Linked DNA regions of Anas platyrhynchos: region 1 is linked to region 2. A link is a contact called in public Hi-C data. All regions are on one chromosome and are shown on one strand. Each heading gives the region's core, a stretch centred on a gene start, on an enhancer-like site or on the middle of the called end of the contact. The rest is flanking DNA. Distances are from core to core; before and after follow the strand shown.

Evidence for each region. A called contact is a pair of places that touch in the nucleus more often than the background predicts.
Region 1: a contact with region 2 is called in a Hi-C map of subcutaneous adipose tissue, with 3 times the contacts expected there. The contact joins the promoter of AMOT here to the promoter of ALG13 in region 2. A contact is called at or near these places in 4 of 8 Hi-C or Micro-C datasets (F1 follicle, liver, skeletal muscle and 1 more).

Annotation. Positions count from the first base shown.
Region 1 is chr10:6,441,502-6,446,839 of IASCAAS_PekinDuck_T2T, forward strand. It overlaps AMOT (angiomotin), which reads right to left and starts at 2,641. Exons shown (of 13, transcript XM_072042990.1): 1 at 2,437-2,641.
Region 2 is chr10:6,212,762-6,217,777 of IASCAAS_PekinDuck_T2T, forward strand. It overlaps ALG13 (ALG13 UDP-N-acetylglucosaminyltransferase subunit), which reads left to right and starts at 1,958. Exons shown (of 29, transcript XM_072043103.1): 1 at 1,958-2,156; 2 at 2,360-2,522; 3 at 2,732-2,870; 4 at 4,692-4,801. The coding sequence starts at 2,076.

The sequences.
Region 1 (5,338 bases), core at 1,391-3,890, 230 kb after region 2:
GGCAGGCTGGCCTTTCCCAGCTTTGTTCGCAGCTCTTTTCGCGTATTGCCAACTTCCAAGGAAATTTCCCAACGCCACACTAACACAGGTGGTTTCCTCAGTGGTAAGAAAGCTGCTGAAGCTCATCAGATCCAGCCATTTCTACCTACAAGATGGTCCGTGCTTGCTGTTACACATTACAATGGCAGTGTGAGATGCTGTTAGATGCACACATTTCAGCCTTGTGATCCCCCACAAAACATGGGGCTGAAGTGGCAGTACTGATGTAGACGTATTCGAGAGCACTGGCTGCCTTAGTGAGGTGAACCATAAAGCCAAACTCAAATTTCTCTGCCTAACGAGAATGTTGCAATTAGGTCATCACCGAACGCTGCGTAACCACAAATCAGAGCACAAACATTCCCACGGAGTAACTAATGTGTGACAGCAGGTATTTGGAATGAGAGCAAGGATTTCACCCATGCAGCCCTGCTGGTGAATTCTGTAGATAAACAGCAGTCCTGAGACAGTCAGCTTCCAGAGGGGACACCCGGGTGTTACAATACAGAGACCCACTGTAGTAGGAGCAGTTTAGAACCCGAGCTCCCAGCCGTGACAGTTCGCACTGACTTTGAGGAAGTTGGCGTATGGGGAGTTTTGTGTTTTGTGGGTCAGAACATTATTTAGGTCGCATAGGAACTTGACCCAGGACACAACCTTCTCTGTATCTTCTGGAATCCAGTTTGAGCAACATTTCTAGTTTGCAGTAACTAGTTCTCTTCCGCTAACAAACTGAACTAGTTCCATGCCTACCTTCGCTCAGTTCCGACTGTAGGTTTTGATAACCCTCCGAACACCAGACCTTTATTCAAAAGACCAGCTGATGGGCTCCTATAGGAGGAGGCTCTCAAGAATGCCTTCTGTCACAACCCTCTCCCTCTGTGGGGTCCTGCACAGGCACCTGGATGTACCTGCTGCGGGGGCAGCGAGGTCAGGAGAGCGAGGAGTCGCAGGTTAATGAGCTGCTGTTCTGATCAGGGAGATTAGGTTACAAGGCCATGCCTTTGAAGGCTGGCTACTTCAGTGCAGCCCTCTGGTTTACGACTAGGGATTTCTTTTAATTAGATTGTACTCTTAATTATTTATGGCCTATATTATCTGTGGAAGCTGCTGAAAAGTTAAGAATATCGGCCTTAATGAGGATAATTGGAATAATTATATTCTTACTTCTTTTGTAAAGCACCTTGAGCCTTCCTGATTAGAAGTGCTAGGACAGGATTAGCGGCTTAATGAAAAATTATTATTAAAAAGTGGAATAAAGATGAGGAGAGAATTAAAATGGAACTTGTTATTTTCTATCGCATTAGGGCTGAACTGAAGATCATTTATTAGAGGTGACACGCAGAAACTTTTAACCTGAATATCGAATGGGAATCTGTATGCTTTGCACAGGGGAGGATCCCAGGCAAGGAACCTGTGCCCAAGCATCGTGGAAAGTGAGAGCAGCCCCCCAGGAGCCTGTGCCATGGAAATGCTGGGGCGTCCTACCATATGCTGGTGATTCAATTATTTCGGGCTATTTACAGCACCAAGCAAAAGCAGTAGACGTTTAAGGTCACCCACCAGGTTCTTGTTTGACCAAAGATTCAGCCTTCCAGCCCTTACCTTTATCAAAAAGATATCCTGGGAGAGAGACAGATGGAACTGTGGTTCTGCCTCAACCATATGGCAAGTCCGATGGCGAACATTTATTTACAGGCCTACCTGAACGGGTCTGCTAACAAAAGGCACAATCTTCGCACCTGAGGGCAGACCGCCAAGCAGCAGCAGGGACAGCTGAACCCAGCCCCGAGGGGGCTGGTGGGACCCCATTCCGTACAGGGCAAGGCCCCAAAAGCAGAGCTTTTCAGCACTGTGGGCTTATCACCCACACGCTGAGGCTTTCCCCTCGCAAGGCTGGAGGACTTGGAGTCACCTCCGCTCCACCTGGGGACCGGGCTGCTGCGGGTGCTGGGGGCCAGCAGGGTCGGGAGGCAGCAGGCAGGGCAGGGACCTCTCGTGCAGGGCTGCGGGCAGCACAAACACCCCCGGGCTGGGAAACGGAGCCGGGGAGGGTCGGGACAGCTCCGCTCCCTCCTCTGCGGCAGATACCCACAGCAAAACCTCGCAGCCCTCTCCCCTCCCGCGAAGGGACTTTTCCCTCTCTGGGGGGGCAGCGGGGAGCCGAGGGGCAGCCGGGAGTTGTGTCCGAGGCCGGCTTTTCCCTCAGGCTGGGCGAGCGGCCGGGGGGCTCCGAGGGGAGGGCCGGGGCCACGTCCCCCCGCTCCCCGCCGCACCTGCCTCCGAGCCCGGCGGGCAGGGCCCTACTCGGGGCACCACGAAGCCGCCTTCCCCTCCCGGAGCCGGCCTCAGAGCGGCGGCCAGAGCCTCCCCTTCTCCTCCCCTCCCGCTTCTTACCCGGCGGGCGCCTGCCCCGGCGGCCGCCCGTTCATCCATCGTGCCGCTGCCCCCGCCGAGGCGACAAAGCCGGCATGGCAACGAGAGGCGCCGCGGAGCTCGGGGAGGCGCCTTCGGTTATTAACTTTCACCAGGCGGCCCCGACTACGGCACCCGGCATCCCTCGTTGGGCCGGGCGCTGTGGAGACTGCCGGGAGGCGTAGTCCGCCCTCCTCTTCCTCCTCCTCCTCACGGCCGGCTCCGCCTCGCCCGGCTGAGGGGAGGCGGCCATGGGCGGGACGGAGCTGCCCCGGCAGGCTCTGCTGGGTCCCCCCTCAGCTCCTCGGCAGCAGGCAACTGAGGGGCTAAAAGCGCTCAAGTCCTTTTCAGAAACACCCTCCAGGCTGTGAACTACGCAGCAGAGCCCAGTGTCCAAAAATAAAATCAAAAGACGGAGGTGGTTTTACCGCCGAGGGAGCGGGATGCGCCTCACAAAATGGCTGCTGCCCACCCGAGGCCCCCTCTGTGGAAAGGCAGCGCTGGAGTGTAACGTTTTGATGTTTCCGATGTACAAAGGCACATTTGCACCGCAGTTGGCCTCCTGGCTGGCCAAATCTGCAATTATTAAAGATATTTTGCCCTGCCTCTGGCACACCAAGGCTGATGGCTCTGCCTGTGGCCTTGAGTCACCAGTGCTACCTGTGACTGCAATTTTCAGTACTGAGTAACTTGAAAAACTGCCATCAATTACGCTTTTTACTACGCAGAAACACTTTCTCTACCTCCTGCCGTTTACAGTAGACTGTAATTTATACAGGGAGACACCCCTAAGAAAGCCCATGTATTTTCTGCCTAAGAGAAGCTTATTTTACTTTCCTGACTGCAAACTTACACTTTCACATCAACATTTTATGATCTCAGCTATGAGGACCTAAGTTCTTCACAATTTATTTTTTTTTATCTCACTTGGTTATCAGCCCATTGAAAAGCTAAATCTGCACCTGGCAAGTTTTCTGCAACTGCTTCATCTTTTAACCTCTCTTCCACGTTTCTAACTAGCATCATTGCCCTCAAACCACTCGCAACAAAAGGCACCCAAAGGCAGAACTGTCGAGGATGTGTGTCTAGAATTATCTCCAAACATACACAAAAATAATCCAGAAAGAACAGTGTGACTCCAGAGGAGGTAAAATGTAACAATGGAAGCACCTCTAGGTGCCTCAAAATATTTTATAACTTCAGTAGTGGTTACTAAAACAAAAACTTAATAGGTAAAGCTTACATAATGAAGTTGTCTTTAATCAACTGCTGGTCATCAAGTGTACAGCTCCCGCAGTCTATGCTTCATCCCCTTAACTTTAAAACCCTTAAAACCAAGCGTCTGTCAGGGTGAGCACACAGACCTGAAAGTTGTAATAGTTAAAATAAACACACGAAAACAAATACCACCACCACCACCGTTTTAAACACGAAATAGCAAGCATCCAAAGTCAGGTGAAAAGATGTTTTTAAGCGCAGATGTCTGCGTTTGTGGAGCCTTGTGACTCCTTGCTATATTCGATTACAGACAGCTTTGTTTTGTTGCTTGTGATGAAGGAGGGGAGGGGGAAAAAAGTGAGGTAGTGGCCACACACCGACCTTCACTGTAAACACCAAGAAAGGAACTATGGAGGGAAAGTCTTGTTTTTGCTCCATGGGAATCCAGCAACATGGGTATAAGAGTGACACTAAAATGGGCCGTGCTGTCATGAGGCCTTGTTTGCCAGAGCCAGACAAGAATGGTCTGTTATAAAACATGGTGGAATGTTTGTTTTTGTAGTACTGGATTTCCAAAATCCATAGTCTTTTTGTGGCCGACAAGCTCACTCTTTTCTTTGCCTCGTTACCGCAGCTGTCGGAGGTCTGCACCCCTGCCTGGAAAACATGAGTAACAGCTAGAAAGCAATCCTAGCAAAAATCTGCATCATTCATGCGTAATCAGACAATGCTTGGGAGAGTTACAAAGGAAGGGAGGAGGAGAAAACCACAGCGCTGCAGACATTTGCATGATTTCTAGTTTCTTTGCAAGAGCTACTTTTAGGTATAAAATGCATGAAGTTTCATATGCAACTTTATATGTGCTTTATTAGGCTTTGATTCACATCCCACTGAGACCTAGCAAAATTTGGCAGATTGGCCATGTCTGTTTCCAGCACATACCTTCATTTTGTCTTGGTAATACTGTGCATGTATGCACCAATTAAGAGAAAAGCATGCTCTGTTGTGGCTTGCTGCTTACCTCAAAGACTCTCTCCATGGTTCATCCCAGCTGCTTTGTTCAACTCAGACCACGCAGAACACCCCAGATGGCACCCTGACAGAGCAGGCAGTGCTGCTTTACAGTAGTTTCTGTTGAGATCCAGCTAGAAGATGCACAGGCAGTTCAGCTGGACCAGAGTTCTCTTGCAGTTCTTGTGAGCAGAGCTATGGCTCAATCCAAACCACACTTTTGGCTGACTTCAAACCAATCTAAAGTTCAGTACAGCCCTGGTTTTGGTTTAGAGCCACCCTGTGCTTGCATTTGGGTCATGGAGCAAGGATAGGAGCCAACCCCTGACAGCCAAAATGGGAATTCCACCTGCATCCATTTGCATCGTGCTGGTGCTCCTCCACTAACAGTCCTTGTGGGTCTGCAGTGTGCTTGGTCCCCAAACACAAGCCCGATTGTCCAAAGCAGGTGCTTTGCTATGCTAGTTCTAATGCTCAAGCAGAGTGCTGTGGTTCTCTTTGCATATAAAAGAAAGGTAACAATCTTTTTTACCTGTGTTTTCAGACGTTCCAGTTCTCAGATTACATACATTAGATGTAATAGCAAGTTCTCTGGAGAGAACCACGCTTAAAAAAAAAAGTGCAAATTTAACTATTATTGCACATTCAAAAATTC
Region 2 (5,016 bases), core at 708-3,207:
GTCATTTGAAGGTAGGCTTGCATGCCATGCATTTGCTCTGTAATGATATGACTTCTCCCCTGCTTAATAGGCTGAGGTGACCAGTTCAGCAAAAACCTACTGAACTGCTCACGTCAGACAGGTAAAATGACAGTGGAAGCCAGTGATAGAATCTTTGTTTTTTGTTTGTTTGCTTCTGAGTCTAGTTTCCTGTTTTCCTTGTGTCTGTTCTAGTCTGTCTGCCCTAGATACCTCATGTTTTCTTCATTAATAGCAAGCTCAGAAATGGTTCCCCTGAGAGCATTTTGTTGTGTTTTCTTTCCTGGGACTTCACGGCTGTTTCTTTCACCAGTGTCTGACACCCAGGACTCCCCATGGTGCCTGAGCTCTCCAGCTGGGAAGGCAGCCTGTCACTGCAGTGTATGCTGTCAAGTTCCAGCCCTCACTTACACCAATATTTGCAGCAATATTTGTTTTAGTGTGGTCATTCTAGAAATGCTTTCTTAGCAGGCAACTTCAATTTTGAGAATCAAACTATCAGACCTCTCTTCTTCCAAAGCAGTGGTAAACTTACTGAGGGAGCTAAGAAAGCACAAACTGTCAATAGCAAGTACAGTTCAACTTCCAGAAGCTTTACAGCTGCATTAACCAAGCTTCCTGGATTAATTAGTTTTTGCGAAGAAAAGCCATTTAAGAAAAGGCCGTTTTGGTATTTTCTCAAATATATAGGGGTGAGTGTGTGCATATAATCACACCTTTTTACGAATTAAATGGCTCTTTAAATCTAGCTCCTTCTGGTGATTTGTTTTCCATTGGAAGAGACACTTTCCTTCTTACCACACAGGGAAATCTGGGAAGGAAACTGAATGAAACAGTAGCAAGAGAAAAGGGACAGTAGCAAAGTACAAAGGCAGCTGTCCTTGAAACAAGGCAGTGTTATGGGAAAGCTGGATAAACCTCGGTAATCCTAGTTCATGTCAGTGACAGCCTTGTGAAATATGTTCAATTGTGTCAATATGGAACAATTCTAGGGCCATATGGTATGATGAATGTGACCTTCTGTCATACATACCCTTGTATAAGCCTAAGAAAACCAGAGTGGATAATGTATATAGTTCTTGTATCTTGCAAAGGAATGTTTTAGCAATTTGTGTCAATAGAGAGCTTGAAGGGAAATGTATTTGTAGGCTTTCCCTTGAAGTCTCTGATATCTGGGGAGTTTCAGAATAACTGCTAACTATTATGACTATTGCATGGGACACTATGCAAGTCTCCGATATCTGGCCAGAAGATTAAGGAGACAGGGAAAGCAGAAGAACAACTGAAAGACAAAGCTTGCAGGGGACACTGCACAAGTCTCTGACATACAGTCAAGTTGGACAAAGGAGAAGGACAAGAGGGAGGAAGACTACGAGCCTTCAGCACGAGAGACCCCCAGAGGGACCACCGGAGACTGATACACATGCTCCAGTAGGAGGGTTTGGATTCAGGAAACTAATTATAACAACCCTGTGTTTTTTTTTTTTGTTTGTTTGTTTGTTTTTAAGAAGTAGTAATGAACATGTACTAGCCTAGGAGCATAAAAATCAGCTACTTGATGTAACTGGTGTGTGTCTTGGTGGAGCAGAGATTCCCAGCGCACCTAGCACTGTTTGCTTACCTGTATTCCTTTAATAAATTATAAACTTTGATTATAGTCCTGTTTTGAAGACTGAGCCATTTATAACAGCCTTTAAAGAAAAGGTGGCTGTGGTACGGGAGTGGCAGCTTGTGAGCGCACCCAGTACCAGTCAGGATATCAGTTACAGTGACTGGGCCCCGCTATTGCTAAAACAACACGTGGAGGGGGGGGGAAAAAAAAAAAAAAAAAAAAAAAAAAAAAAAACTTACAGAACTGAATCCTTTTTAAACATTTAGATTTTTTTCCCCTCTGTAAGTCACACCTACCCGTGCCCTTCGCTCCTCTGGAAGCGCAAGGGGCGGGGGCGGCGCGGAGCCGCCCCTCATGGCGGCGGCCATTTTAGGAGCGCCGCGGCGGGCTCCGCAGCGCTCTCTGGCGGCCTCCTGCCCGCCGCTGAGGCGCCCCGCGGGCGGCGATGAAGTCCGTGTTCGTCACCGTGGGCACCACCTGCTTCGACGAGCTGATCGCGGCCGTCTCCTCCCCGCCGGCCATGCGGGTGAGGCGGGGGAAAGCCCGGGCGGGCGGCTGGGGGTTGGGGGTTGTCCCCTCACGGCCGGCCTTACGGCGCCTCAGCGGGGCCCGCCCGCTGACACTGACTGGGAGGGGAGGGGGCGGCAGCCCTGTGCCAGACTGGGAGCAACTGGGAGCCGCTGGGAGCCCCGGTGTGCGAGCTGAGCCCTCCCGGCCGTCCCCCTGCAGGCGCTGCGGAGCCGCGGCTGCGAGCGGCTGGTGCTGCAGATCGGGCGGGGAGAGCTGGAGCCGGCCCCGCGGCGCGACCTGACCCTGACGCTGGACGTGTTCCGCTTCAAGGATTCGCTGGCCGAGGAGCTGCAGAGGGCCGACCTGGTGATCAGCCACGCAGGTAGACCTGCAGGCCCGCGGGCTGCCTGCCTTGTGCTCTCGGGGGAGGAAACCGTGGGCGAGTGATGTGTGGCTGTCTCTGGTGTGGGAGGTTAAGGTCACCAGCTAGAGCTGTGCGGGTGAAATGTGCACCTTCAGGAGTGTCTCGTGCTTCAGTGATGCTTCATCAGTCGGTGAGAGTGCTCGTAGTGTTTTCTGCTTCTCCTGTAGGTGCAGGTAGCTGCTTGGAGACTCTAGAAGAAGGAAAACCGCTCCTGGTGGTAATAAATGAAAAGCTGATGGACAACCATCAGCTCGAGCTAGCGAAGCAGCTTCACAGAGATGGACACGTCCTCTACTGTAACTGTAGGTACGGAGCCATTGCAGCTGTCCAGATTGAACACGCAGTGCTCAACACCATAACACTGTTATTACAGTATTGAGACTGTAACATGAAAACTTGCATCCTTTTCTGTAACAAAATCACATTCACTAAGTACCATAATAAAGTATCTTCACTGGGCAGTGAGGACTGGGCAGGGATCTCGGAGAGCTGCTCTTCTATTTATCTTCAGGGTAGATTTTCCATAGTGGATAGATTTTCCATAGTAGATAGTGGTTTATTGGTTTATCTTCCGAACTTCTCATTTTTTTTCACCAAGAGTCCTTTTAATTTATTGCTTTGAGAGCACATGTTTTCAGATTGGACAAACAGCAGTTTAAACCAAGTAGTAGTTGAATTTGGAAGTGTCAGGTCCACCCTAGAAGAACTTAATAACTTCTTTTCTCTGCCTTTTCTTACTTTTTGTTTAATTATTTATAAAAGTTTAGAAATACTACAAACTAGACCATCAGTTCAAAACCATAAGCCATAAGAAGTAACTTGCTCCCTGCAGACTTAGTTCTCCATTTCATTGTTCACCGTGTAGACTTCCCTCGTCTGAAAGTTGACTGCATAGATGCACTGCCATAAGGAAAATGTAACTATCTGGGGTATTTAGGGGGGGAAACAAAAACATAAGTGTCCTTGCTGATAAGGATCAGGAGACCATGTAGTTTTAATATCCTGTCTGCAGTAATCACATGCAGGTCAAGAACTTACGGTACTTGCTTATATTACATTCCCTCTAACACTGTTAATTACTTTGATTTGGGGAGGACCTGAATCATAAAGTTGCTCAGGTTGGACAAGACCTCTAAGCTCATCAAGTCCAACATTAACATAGAACTATAAAGCCTACCACTAAACTATATCCCTAAAATGCTGTAGATGCTAAGATGCTGTATGGTTTAGTAACTCTAAATGCATCTGTATTCCAAGTACTTACTTGGGTTATCCTTTTAACCCAACTTTCTGAATCCTTTTACATGGAGTTTCACAGACCTACTGTCTGTCACTTCAGGAGAAAAAAATACAGCTCCTTTTGTTTTTATTTATCCTGGCTCCTATTAGTTTCATTTGCTATCCTGGTTTTGCCTATATCTTGCTGTTTTCTCTTTTTTTTAATGGTTACTTATGATTCATTGTGCTCTGTAAATAACATGACCTGAAGATTAACTGAAGGCAGAGGAAATGCAACTCACATTATTTAGCCTGTATCTCGTTCCTTTGCCCTGCAAATAGGATTTTGCACGTTTCAGGAGAGCCTTCTGAAAAGAGTAGGCCTGACATACATTTATATTGGGCAAGTTTCTTAAACTTATTATCTTAGTGCTTTTGACAAGTTCAGCAACAGTAAGGAATTTTACTTTTTGTTGAACAGTGCCTGGCATTTGAGCCTTACTTGCAGTGTGATAATAGAAAGCTATCAGATAGATCTAACTGTTATTTCTGGCTATGTGCTGAGCGGAGAACTATGCCATGTGTTCAGGTAGGATGAATTTCCTGATATGGTTTACAGTGAAGATTCTCAGGCCTTGTTCAGCCTCCCAGCACTACAGCTACAAAAGACTAAAATGTTAGAGCTTGAGCTGGCCTGTAAAAGCTGTGATGTAAGTTGAAATTCTTTTCTCAGCAGTGCTGCCTAGAAGATAGAGCCCATTGGATGGTGGGGCCTTGTTCTCATTTCAGAATATGTCCTTATTTTTGTGTCAGTCTTAAAGTATGCGTGAACAGAAAGAAAATTGTGTGAAGAAAAAATCTCCTTTGGGATTAATATTTCTTGTATTTTGTTTTGGTCTGTTTTTACAGCACTCTTGTGGAAACATTGCAGTCAATGGACTTATCAACTTTGAAACCTTTTCCTCCTGGACAACCAGAAAAGTTTGCTTTGTTTTTGGACAAAGTTGTTGGGTTTGAATAAACAGCTCTGAGGAATAAAAATACCAGAATAAAACCTTTCTGCTCTCCTAGTGAGATCTTCCATGCTTAAAGATTACACCAACTGGGATAAACTCTTTATATTTACTCAAAGAAAATGCCTGTTAATATCAATATGGTTTCCTGTTTAGTTCCAGTACAAAGTAATCTAGCTTAATGCATCAAAGAGCACAATGCAAACAAGTGGGGTAAGTAT